Regions from separate parts of the Ovis aries genome. Here region 2 is linked to region 1. A link is a contact called in public Hi-C data. All regions are on one chromosome and are shown on one strand. The core of a region is the stretch at or near the end of the contact, and the rest is flanking DNA. Distances in the headings are between cores, read along the strand shown.

What was found. Hi-C and Micro-C count contacts between places; a contact is called where the count stands out from the background.
Region 2: a Hi-C map of hypothalamus shows a contact between it and region 1, with 2.0 times the contacts expected there. The contact joins the promoter of FAM47E here to the enhancer-like site in region 1. A contact is called at or near these places in 2 of 16 Hi-C or Micro-C datasets (hypothalamus and skin fibroblasts).

The regions. Positions count from the first base shown.
Region 1 is chr6:91,844,609-91,849,613 of ARS-UI_Ramb_v3.0, forward strand. The region is part of intron 1 of SCARB2 (scavenger receptor class B member 2); the gene reads right to left. Among named protein-coding and RNA genes, the nearest start is that of SCARB2, 21 kb to the right of the region's middle. Within about 2 kb of position 2,258, at least 29 of the 54 cell types and tissues checked have an H3K27ac peak or open chromatin away from gene starts, as enhancers often do. A contact at or near this core is called in hypothalamus, where this site is marked.
Region 2 is chr6:91,899,030-91,904,034 of ARS-UI_Ramb_v3.0, forward strand. FAM47E (family with sequence similarity 47 member E) reads left to right here and starts at 2,738. Exons shown (of 7, transcript XM_027971105.3): 1 at 2,738-2,936. The coding sequence starts at 2,863.

The DNA.
Region 1 (5,005 bases), core at 1,008-3,507:
AGTTTGGGGGGTTGTTTGTTATCCAGCATTATAAGAGAAGCCTGATTAATACTGCACCCAAGGTTAATACACATAAACCTAATATCTAGTAGCTAACTTGTTATTAAACTGCATTTTAAGATTTAGCTAATTAAGTTTAATATCGAGCTAAGACAAGAGATGGTTGAATGGCATCACCAAATCAACGGACAAGAGTTTTAGCCAACACTGGGAGATAGTGAAGAACAGGGAAGCCTACCATGCTGCAGTCCATGGGATCTCAAAGAGTCGGACACAGCTTAGTGAGTGAAGAACAGAGATAAGGCATAAAGTTGAGAAGGAAGTACTGTTAAATTGAAGTGAGTTAAATAACTACTGCTTTGGAATTGGACTTGATCTGGGTATTGTCTTGGTATTTTTTGGAAAAACTGCTTTTTTAAAGTTAAGATCATTGAGGGGACATATGTATACCTATGGTTGATTCATGTTGATGTTTGGCAGAAACCAACACAATTCTGTACAGCAATTATCCTTCAATTAAAAATAAATTCATTTTTTAAAAAGTTAAGATCACTTGAGGTGCTTAAGAAAGATAAGACCAGAGACTGAGAATAAATAAACCAGAATGCAAACAGTGACTAACTCTGCATGTTGGGATCTGAAAGTGAAAGTTGCTCAGTCATGTCCAGCTGTTTGAGACCCCATGGACTATACAGTCCTTGGAATTCTCCAGGCCAGAATACTGGAGTGAGTACCCGTTCCCTTCTCCAGGGTATCTTCCCAACCCAGGGATCGAACCCAGCCCCCACCATTGCAGGCAGATTCTTTACCAGCTGAGCCACAAGGGAAGCCCAAGAGTACTAGAGTGGGTAACCTATCCCTTCTCCAGCGGATCTTCCCAACCCAGGAATCGAACCAGGGTCTCCTGCATTGCAGGCAGATTCTTTACCAACTGAGCTATCAGGGATCTGATAGCTGTTATTTTGATCTGATAGCTGTTGGGATCTGCTAAGTTGCTTCAGTCATGTCTAACTCTGTGTGACCCCATAGACGGCAGCCCACCAGGCTCCCCCGTCCCTGGGATTCTCCAGGCAAGAACACTGGAGTGGGTTGCCATTTCCTTCTCCAATGCATGAAAGTGAAAAGTGAAAGTGAAGTTGCTTAGTCGTGTCCGACTCTTTATTTTCTCCTCGACGAGATTATGTATTTTCCAAACGTTTACAATGAATAAAAAAAAACTTAACACTGAGAAAAAAAATTGGGGGGTGTTGTGCCACACGGCATGTGGAATCTTACTTCCCCAACCAGGGATTGAACCTGTGCCCACGGCAGTGGAAGTGTGGAGTCCCAACCACTGGACAGCTAGGGAACTCCCAACACTGAGAAAAATTTTTAAAAGAAGAGAGGAAAAGGAGATCTATGGATAGAAAGAGTATAAGTCCACTAATGAAACAATAACTAGATTGCATAAGCAGCAGCTAATGACATCACCTGAAACCCCTCTAGCGGTGAGGATATGAATCATGATAAACAGAGACATTGGCCTCAAAACAGGATGGAAACCACGCCCTGTGACACAGCACACCACAGGATGCCAAGTTTTTAGTAGTCCAGGCCTCCAATGTAACAGAAGCGGAGTTGTAAGGGAACTTAATGATATTACTCTAGTTCTCAGTGGAAAATATCTCAAGACTCTGCAGGGAAAAACAAAGTGGTGCTGAAATAAAATGCACGCAGAAAACCCACACTTGTCAGAGCTAACACAGTCGTCTGGCGGGCCGGAAATCAATTCCTGTCCGTGAGTCGGCCATGTTATAGGACTGGGGGCTCCTTGTGGTTTGGCACCAGCTGGAACATCTAACCATCTGATTTTTATCCAAACAGCACATTAGTAAAATATTCTTGGCCTGTACTATCGGTACTGATTTACCAATTTGAGGTCAGATTGGTGAGATGGAAAAATTTAAAGAGAAACCACAAAAACCCTTTCCTTCCAAGCTTGGGATCCAGCTCAGACTCACTTGTTGGGGAAACACCCCCCCTCCACTTCCCCCACCCCTGCCACACACACAGTGATCTCTCCCCACCCCAGCCATAGAGCAGCCTAATTGATCATTTTAGGCAGTTTTTTGTTTTTTTTTTTTTTAAGAGCTTTGTGGTGTTTTATCTTATCTTCTAAATGGGAGTCTTAGTTATCTGAGAGGAGCAAGGGAGAGTCAGGCCCAGAGAGAAAGAGAGATGGGGGATAGCAGCTGACAGAGGCTGACCAGATAGAACCCGGAGGCCACGGAAGGACAAGGAAGGGTCTGTGTCTCTTCGTGTCAGAGCCAGGCTTTATATGGTAACTCTATGCAGGAGAGATATACCAGAGTTTCTCTGGTATAAAGTGCACACACAGCCCCTAGAAACAGCTCAGTTAACACTGAACGAAAGCTACCTAAAACTGGTATGTTAACTATGAAAAGTGTAACATGGAAATAATAATTGTCTCCTAGAGGATTTTGAATTGGAGGCCTGGACTACTAAAACTTGGCATCCTGTGGTGTATCTCCCATAGACACCTTTCAAGTTATCTGCTTCAAATAAAAACCTCTTTTTCTTACCCAAAAATTTCCAGGAAAATGCAGGGCAGTAATTTCTCCTCCTTTGTGAAGTCCTTGAGACTCCCCCTTAACTGGATGGGTCATTCATTTTTTTTGAATCTCATAACACATTATATAGGAATTTCTTAGGGAAAAAAGTACTCAGGATGGAAAACATCTTCTAAAAAACTGAGGTTACTCAGAAGCAACATGACGCACGTGATATTAGCAGCCAAAAACGAGAAGTGCAGCTACTCAATATTGGAATATGTTAGGTTACCTGTTGGTGCTGACCTACAGAAAAAGAGTAGGGTTTTGTTTTTTCTTTAATCCTCCCCACTCCTCCAGGACAATGCAGGTTTTGGAGAAATATTGGTTCAGTCAACAGAACATAGTAGAAGAAAACTATATTTTCCATCACCTTTGCTTATAAGATGCTGGGAGAGAAGACCATGATGGGCAACCAGAGAAGAGCAGAAGACAGGCATGAACAGTCACAGCCAAAGCCACAGTCAAGGTCCTGTGAGAGCAGCTTGACAGCTACAAGTCCAAGGAGCCCTTAAAGGGTACCCAGAGGAAGCGGCTGTCCCCTGCCATTTCAGCCACATTCAGATAAGAAAGAAAAGAAAGAAAGTGAAGTCACTCAGTCGTGCCCAACTCTTTGTGACTCCATGGTTTGTAGCCTACCAGGCTTCTCCATCCATGGGATTTTCCAGGCAAGAGTGCCAGAGTGGGTTGCCATTTCCTTCTCCAGGGGATCTTCCCAACCCAGGGATCGAACCCGAGTCTCCCACATTGTAGGCAGACGCTTTTACCATATGGGCCACCAGGGAAGATATGAGAAGCCACCACATTCAGATACGAGAAAGCAATTCAGATAGATACATTAGAATCAGAAACACACAGATCTAGCACCGATTAGTTTCTGTATCTTATTGGTAATCCAGCACCCTAATTTGTGCTTCCCTGGTGGCTCAGATGGTAAAGGATCTGCCTGCAATGTGGGAGACGCAGGTTCGATCCCTGGGTTGGGAAGATCCCCTGGAGAAGGAAATGGCAACCCATTCCAGTACTCCTGCCTGAAAAATTCCATGGACGGAGGAGCCTGGTAGGCTACAGTCCATGGGGTCACAAAAAGTTGGACACCACTGAGCAACTTCACTTTCACTTTTTGCAGCACCCTAAAGAGCTAAGGGGCTTCCCAGGTGGCACTAGCGGTAAAGAACCTGCCTGCCAAGGCAGGAGATGTAAGAGACACAGGTTCAGTTCCTGGGTCAGGAAGATCCTCTGGAGGAGGGCACGGCAACCCACTCCAATATTCTTGCTTGGAGAATCCCATCGACAGAGGAGCCTGGCGGGCTACAGTTCATAGACTCCCAAAGAGTTGGACAAGACTGAAGTGACTTAGCACACACACACACAGAGCTAAATGCAGCCAGTTCCCTTTGTGGGTGGGGAAAAAAAATCTGTGTCCTTCCATGATCTCTTCAGAACAATTATTTAAAGCAATGCTATAACCATGGTTTTCTTGCAAAGTATAGGACTATGCATGCAATGCCTCTAAACACTGTATGTGTATGTGCCAGGCATTGCAGGTTGGGGATCCCTAGCAACACAGGCATGGTTTCTGTGTTTCAGGAGTTTACCTTCTATCTGGGTGATGGTGATATACACATGCAAGATAATAAACAATGTAAAGTAGCAGGTAATAAATAGCCGATGAGCACACCAAACAGTGGTCTCTGTAGTGTTCAGACAATGGATTCTACAAACTGAGACGGAGAAAGGTAGGGCTTAATGTGAGCCAGGAGGAAGGAATAAAAACTTGGCAAGCAAAGAAGTTCATGGGGGTGGATGCCTTCTGGACCGCTGGGGTTGATTCCACTATCCTGTCTGGCTGACAGAGTGAGCCCTTCCTCTGTGCTTGATCTATGTCCATCTCTCCTGGAGCCTTCCGTTTAATCTAATCAGACATAGTGGATATGGAGAATGAGACAATAAAAGATCCAGAGGAATGATGGTATTAGGTCTGACTGGGCGTGGGTTTTATAGGGAGCAGGGAGAGTCATTTAGAGAGGTACCTTAGGGTCACAGAAGTCTAGATTTTATCTAATGTATAAGGAAGGAGTATGGAAGGTTTCTGAGCTGCAGAATACTATCAAGAGCCAAGGGTTGTGTTGTCACTTTATCCCATCCAATCCTCTTAATGGCAGTGCTGGAGAAGACTCTTGAGAGTCCCATGGACAGCAAAGAGATCAAACCAATCAATCCTGAAGGAAATCAACCCTGAATACTCATTAGAAGGACTGATGTTGAAGCTGAAGTTCCAATACTTTGGCCACCTGATGTGAAGAGCCAAATCATTGGAAAAGACTGGGAAAGATTGAAGGCAGGAGGAGAAGGGGATGACAGAGGAGGAGATGGTTGGACGGCATTATCAACTC
Region 2 (5,005 bases), core at 1,488-3,987, 55 kb after region 1:
TGAGGTACTCTGCATATAAGTTAAATAAGCAGGGTGACAATATACAGCCTTGACATACTCCTTTTCCTATTTGGAACCAGTCTGTTGTTCCATGTCCAGTTCTAACTGTTGCTTCCTGACCTGCATACGGATTTCTCAAGAGGCAGGTCAGGTGGTCTGGTATTCCCATCTCTCTCAGAATTTTCCAGTTTATTGCGATCCACACAGTCAAAGGCTTTGGCATAGTCAATAAAGCAGAAATAGATGTTTTTCTGGAACTCTCTTGCTTTTTCCATGATCCAGCAGATGTTGGCGATTTGATCTCTGGTTCCTCTGCCTTTTCTAAAACCAGCTTGAACATCAGGAAGTTCATGGTTCACGTATTGCTGAAGCTTAGCTTGGAGAATTTTGAGCATTACTTTACTAGCATGTGAGATGAGTGCAGATGTGACTACAGCCATGAAATTAAAAGACGCTTGCTCCTTGGAAGAAAAGCTATGACCAATCTAGATAGCATGTTAAAAAGCAGAGACATTACTTTGCCTACAAAATTCTGTCTAGTCAAAGCTATGGTTTTTCCAGTAGTCATGTATGGATGTGAGAGTTGGACCATAAAGAAAGAACTGATGCTTTTGAACTGTGGTGTTGGAGAAAACTCTTGAGAGCCCCTTGGACAGCAAGGAGATTCAACCAGTCAATCCTCAAGGAAATCAGTCCTGAATATTCATTGGAAGGACTGATGCGGAACCTGAAGCGCCAATCCTTTGGCCACCTGATGTGAAGAACTGAGTCATTGGAAAAGACCCTGATGCTTGGAAAGATTGAGGGCAGGAGGAGAAAGCGAAAACAGAGGATGAGATGGTTGGATGATACCACCGACTTGATGAATATGAGTTTGAGCAAGCTCTGGGAGTTGGTGATGGACAGGGGAAGCCTGGTGTGCTGCAGTCCATGCATGGGGTCAAAAAGAGTAGGACACGACTCAGCAACTGAACTGAACTGAGCAGATATGAAATCAAAATTGCTACATGAAGCAAATATCAACTTGTGAGAATGCAAGAGTCATGAAAAACGGGTGATTTCTTATTCACACAGCACTACAAACTAAGTAACAGGATGACAAACACCAAGGCTGTTTTATTCCCCATTGCATCCCCAGTGCCTAGGAAGGCCATAACAGACAATATCTGTTGAATGATGACCTACTCTGTGCCATGCACAGTACAAAAGGCAAGGTGGGCATGACTCTAATCCTCAGTCCTAGGGAGAAATCCTATTTCCTCAAAGTAAAAAACGTTTGAATTTGCAATCCAACAATATTAAAGGTATTATCAAAGATGATAAAAACAACTAAGAGGACCCCTTATCATGATTACATTTGTAGGTTTCTACATTAACTCTTATAGCAACCCTGGGAAGTAGCTGGGCAAATATTATTATCCCCAGTTCACACCATCTGAGCCACTAGGGAAGCCCAGAGATAATAATCATACTCAGTAATTCTTGAGGGATTCCTACTTCCCAGCACTGCATTAAATGCTTTACATTCATCATCTCACTGAATTTCCCAATAACCCTATAAGTTATTACTTCTTATATCCTTTTATTTTCCCCATTTTCAGGCTAGAAAATCAATGAAACTAAAATTTAAGCAACTGTACCAGGGAGTGGTGTATGTGTGTGCATAATTTTTTTAAAGAACTCATTAAAAAATATTCCTTTATTTATTTGGCTGCTCTGGATCTTAGTTGTAGCATGTGGGATCTAGTTCCCCGACCAGGGATGCAAAGTGGGCCCCCAGTGTTGGGTATGCAGAGTCTTAGGCATTGGGGTGGGGAGTCCTTGTGTGCATAACTATTAAACAGCAGAGTCCTGGGTTATCTCAAGTGGTGGGACTCCAAGGCATTCACTGTGCCCAGAAAAGACCGTTGAACACACATAGCAGGTGAAGATGCTGAAATTAGAGACAGCTGGGGCACCTTTATTACCATCCAGATATTTAACAGGTGCCGAAATGTAACGCTAATTTATTCCCGAAGAGTTTGAAGAGAAGACTCATCTATAAATGGCCGAAAAAAGTATCCCACCATAACAGACACAATTTAACCATTGCAATATTTTTGGAAGAGAATGTTTTGCTGCTATTTCCTCTAGAAGCAAGGCTTACTATTTAAATCAGGAACACTCAGAAGTAGCAAGAGAACTTAGCAAACCCAAAATACATCCTCATGCAATCCATATTTACGAGGACATCTGCCTACCAGGGCCAACTGGATGACATTTTCACTGCTTTAGTGAGTCCAGGCAGAAGGAGCAAGTAACACAAGAGCTAGGCGGGACTCTGGGAACCAGCTGGTGACTAGTTACCAGTGCACAGCCCCCGATTTACAGAGGCGGTGAGTTACGGATTTCCAGGACCTCCAGAAAAACATTCCGTGCTAAAAGGCCTCCCCACCATTACAAGTCAGTCTATTCCTTTCGCTCTCTTTCCATTCTTTCTTTTCTCACCCCAGCTGCTTTCTTCCTTCAACAGTTTTTGAACCGGTGGTGTGCAAGAAAAGCATGAACACTGACCCCAACAGATTAAATCCCGATAGATTTAATCACAACAGATTAAAAAAAAAAAACAGAATTAAACCAAGAACCTGATTCTTCGAGCTTCCCCTGCCACTGTCCACGCCCCCAGGCGTTGGAGGAGGGGTTGTGGGGCGGGGGTGGCGCAGGGACGCCTCGGGGTCGCTCGCTCCCGGGTAGCAGCAGGGGGCGCCTGGGCTGCTCCGCGCCCGGGGCGAGTCTGGGCAGCACTCAGCTCGGCGGGTCTCTTAGCGACCCGAGCGGCGGGGAACACACACCACCGGAGGCCGCGTGGGCGGCCGAGGCACCATGGCTGACCACTGGCGGCTGTTCCCGCCGGCGCCGCGGGCCGGGATGCGGGTGGGCAGGAACTGCAGGCCCAGGTAAGCGCGCGCCCGAGCGAGGGCGCATCCCGTGGGTGCCGCGTGGGGGCGCCTGCGCTCCGTGCTTGCCGGGGTCGGGGTCGGCGGGTGGCCGATGGCCGCGGAGGACCCGACTTCCTTCCCTCCTTTAGGTCTCCCGCACCTAAATGTTCGTAATAGAACATAACCAGCTCATGCCACGCTCTTTACTGTCCCCCTAGAGGCAGATTCCTTATCTGTAATGCAGGAGACACGGGTTCGATTCCTGGGTCAGGAAGATCCCCTGGAGAAGGAAATGGCAACCCACTCCAGTATTCTTGCCTGGAGAATCCCATGGACGGAGGAGCTTGGCAGGCTTCATCAGCTCATGGGGTCGCACAGAGTCGGACACAACTGAGAGACTAAACCACCCCCAGAGGATGTAGATTAATACACCCTTTCTATATGGGAGGGCTTCCCTGCTGGCTCAGCTAGTCAAGAATCCGCCTGCAATGTGGGAGACCTGGGTTCAATCCCTAGGTCTGGAAGATCCCCTGGAGAAGGGCATGGTAACCCACTCCATTATTCTTGCATGGAGAATCCCATGGATAGAGGAGCCTGGCGGGCTGCAGTCCCGTGTGGTTGCAAAGAGCTGCTCAAAACTGAACGAGTAACACACCTCCAGATGGGAAACTGATGGTGGAAGAGTCCTCTGCGGAGAATGGTTTAGCCTGCAACACACTGTTCTCGGGATTAGCCGCCTGCATCCTACATCCAGTGTGAGGGGTCTGGATGTTTGAAGGGTCGCACCAGAAGTCTTTCCCTGCCCAGCAGGTGACTGTGGCCAAGCCGAGTTGGTGTTTTGGGGGGGTGCCTCAGGCCCTGGGGTGGTCAGTTGCCATTATAAATGGTTGGCATCACTGCACAAGACAGGAACCCGAGGCTTTTTGCCTTGGCTGGTTCCTTGAGCGGGTTATGAGAATGGAATTCAGTGCTCTTGGAGGCAGCAGCCATGTGGTGGTGAAGATTCCAGAGTCTACAATCAGCAAGGCTGGAGTTGAAGGCCAGTTTTCCTCGTTTGACTGGTGACCTTAGACAATTAGTTGCTCTTTCTGGGCTCAGTTTTCTTAACTGTAAAATGAGAACAATAAAAGGAATGAGCTTTCTAGGATTGCTAAATGGCAACCCATTCCATTATTCTTGCCCAGAGAATGCCGTGCACACAAGAGCCTGGTAGGCTACAGTCCATGGGGTTGCAGAGTTGGACATGACTGAGTGACTGACACACAAACTGTGAGGATTTAGTGACTTGGCACTTGTAAAACAGTCACTGCCATATATATGCACTGTATACATGTTAGAGTTTATGGACTCTTCTGAGAATCTCTCCCACCCCCAGTTTCAAACTTTTTGTTTTGAAATAACTATAGACTCACAAGAAGTTGCAGATATAGTGCAGAGGTCCCATGCACCCTTCCTCCAGATGCTTGCAGTGATACCACCTTGCATAACTATAGTACATTACCAAAGTAGGAAATCAGCACTGTGTGTATGTATGAATTAGATGGTAGACTTTACTTGAATTTCACCAGTTTTCACTTGTACTTGTGTATGTGTGTGTGTGTGTGTGTGTAGTTCAGTAAAATATTGTTATAGGTATATATCAAGATACAAAACTGTTTCCTTACCGCAAGGGAGCCACTTCATGCTATGCTTTAATTTTCACTCACTTTACCACTCACACCACTTGGCAACCACTAATTTGGTCTCCATTTCTAGAATTCTGTTCTTTTGAGAATGTTAGAAAAATAGAATAATACTTTTATAAAAGATATAAAACCTTTTGAGATTGGTTCCTTTTCATTAAGCAGAAGCCCTTGAGACCCATCCCAGATGTTGTATGCATCAATAGTTCATTTTTACTGCTGAGTCATATTTCATGGCACAGATGTTTATCCATCGTTTTTCCATTCCCCTGTTGAAGGACATTCAGTTTGTTTCTGGTTTTTAGTTATTATGTATAAAGCTGTTATAAACATTTGTGTACAGACTTTCTTGTGAAGATAAGTTTTCATTTCTTTAGGATAAATGCCCAATACTCTTTTGCAGTT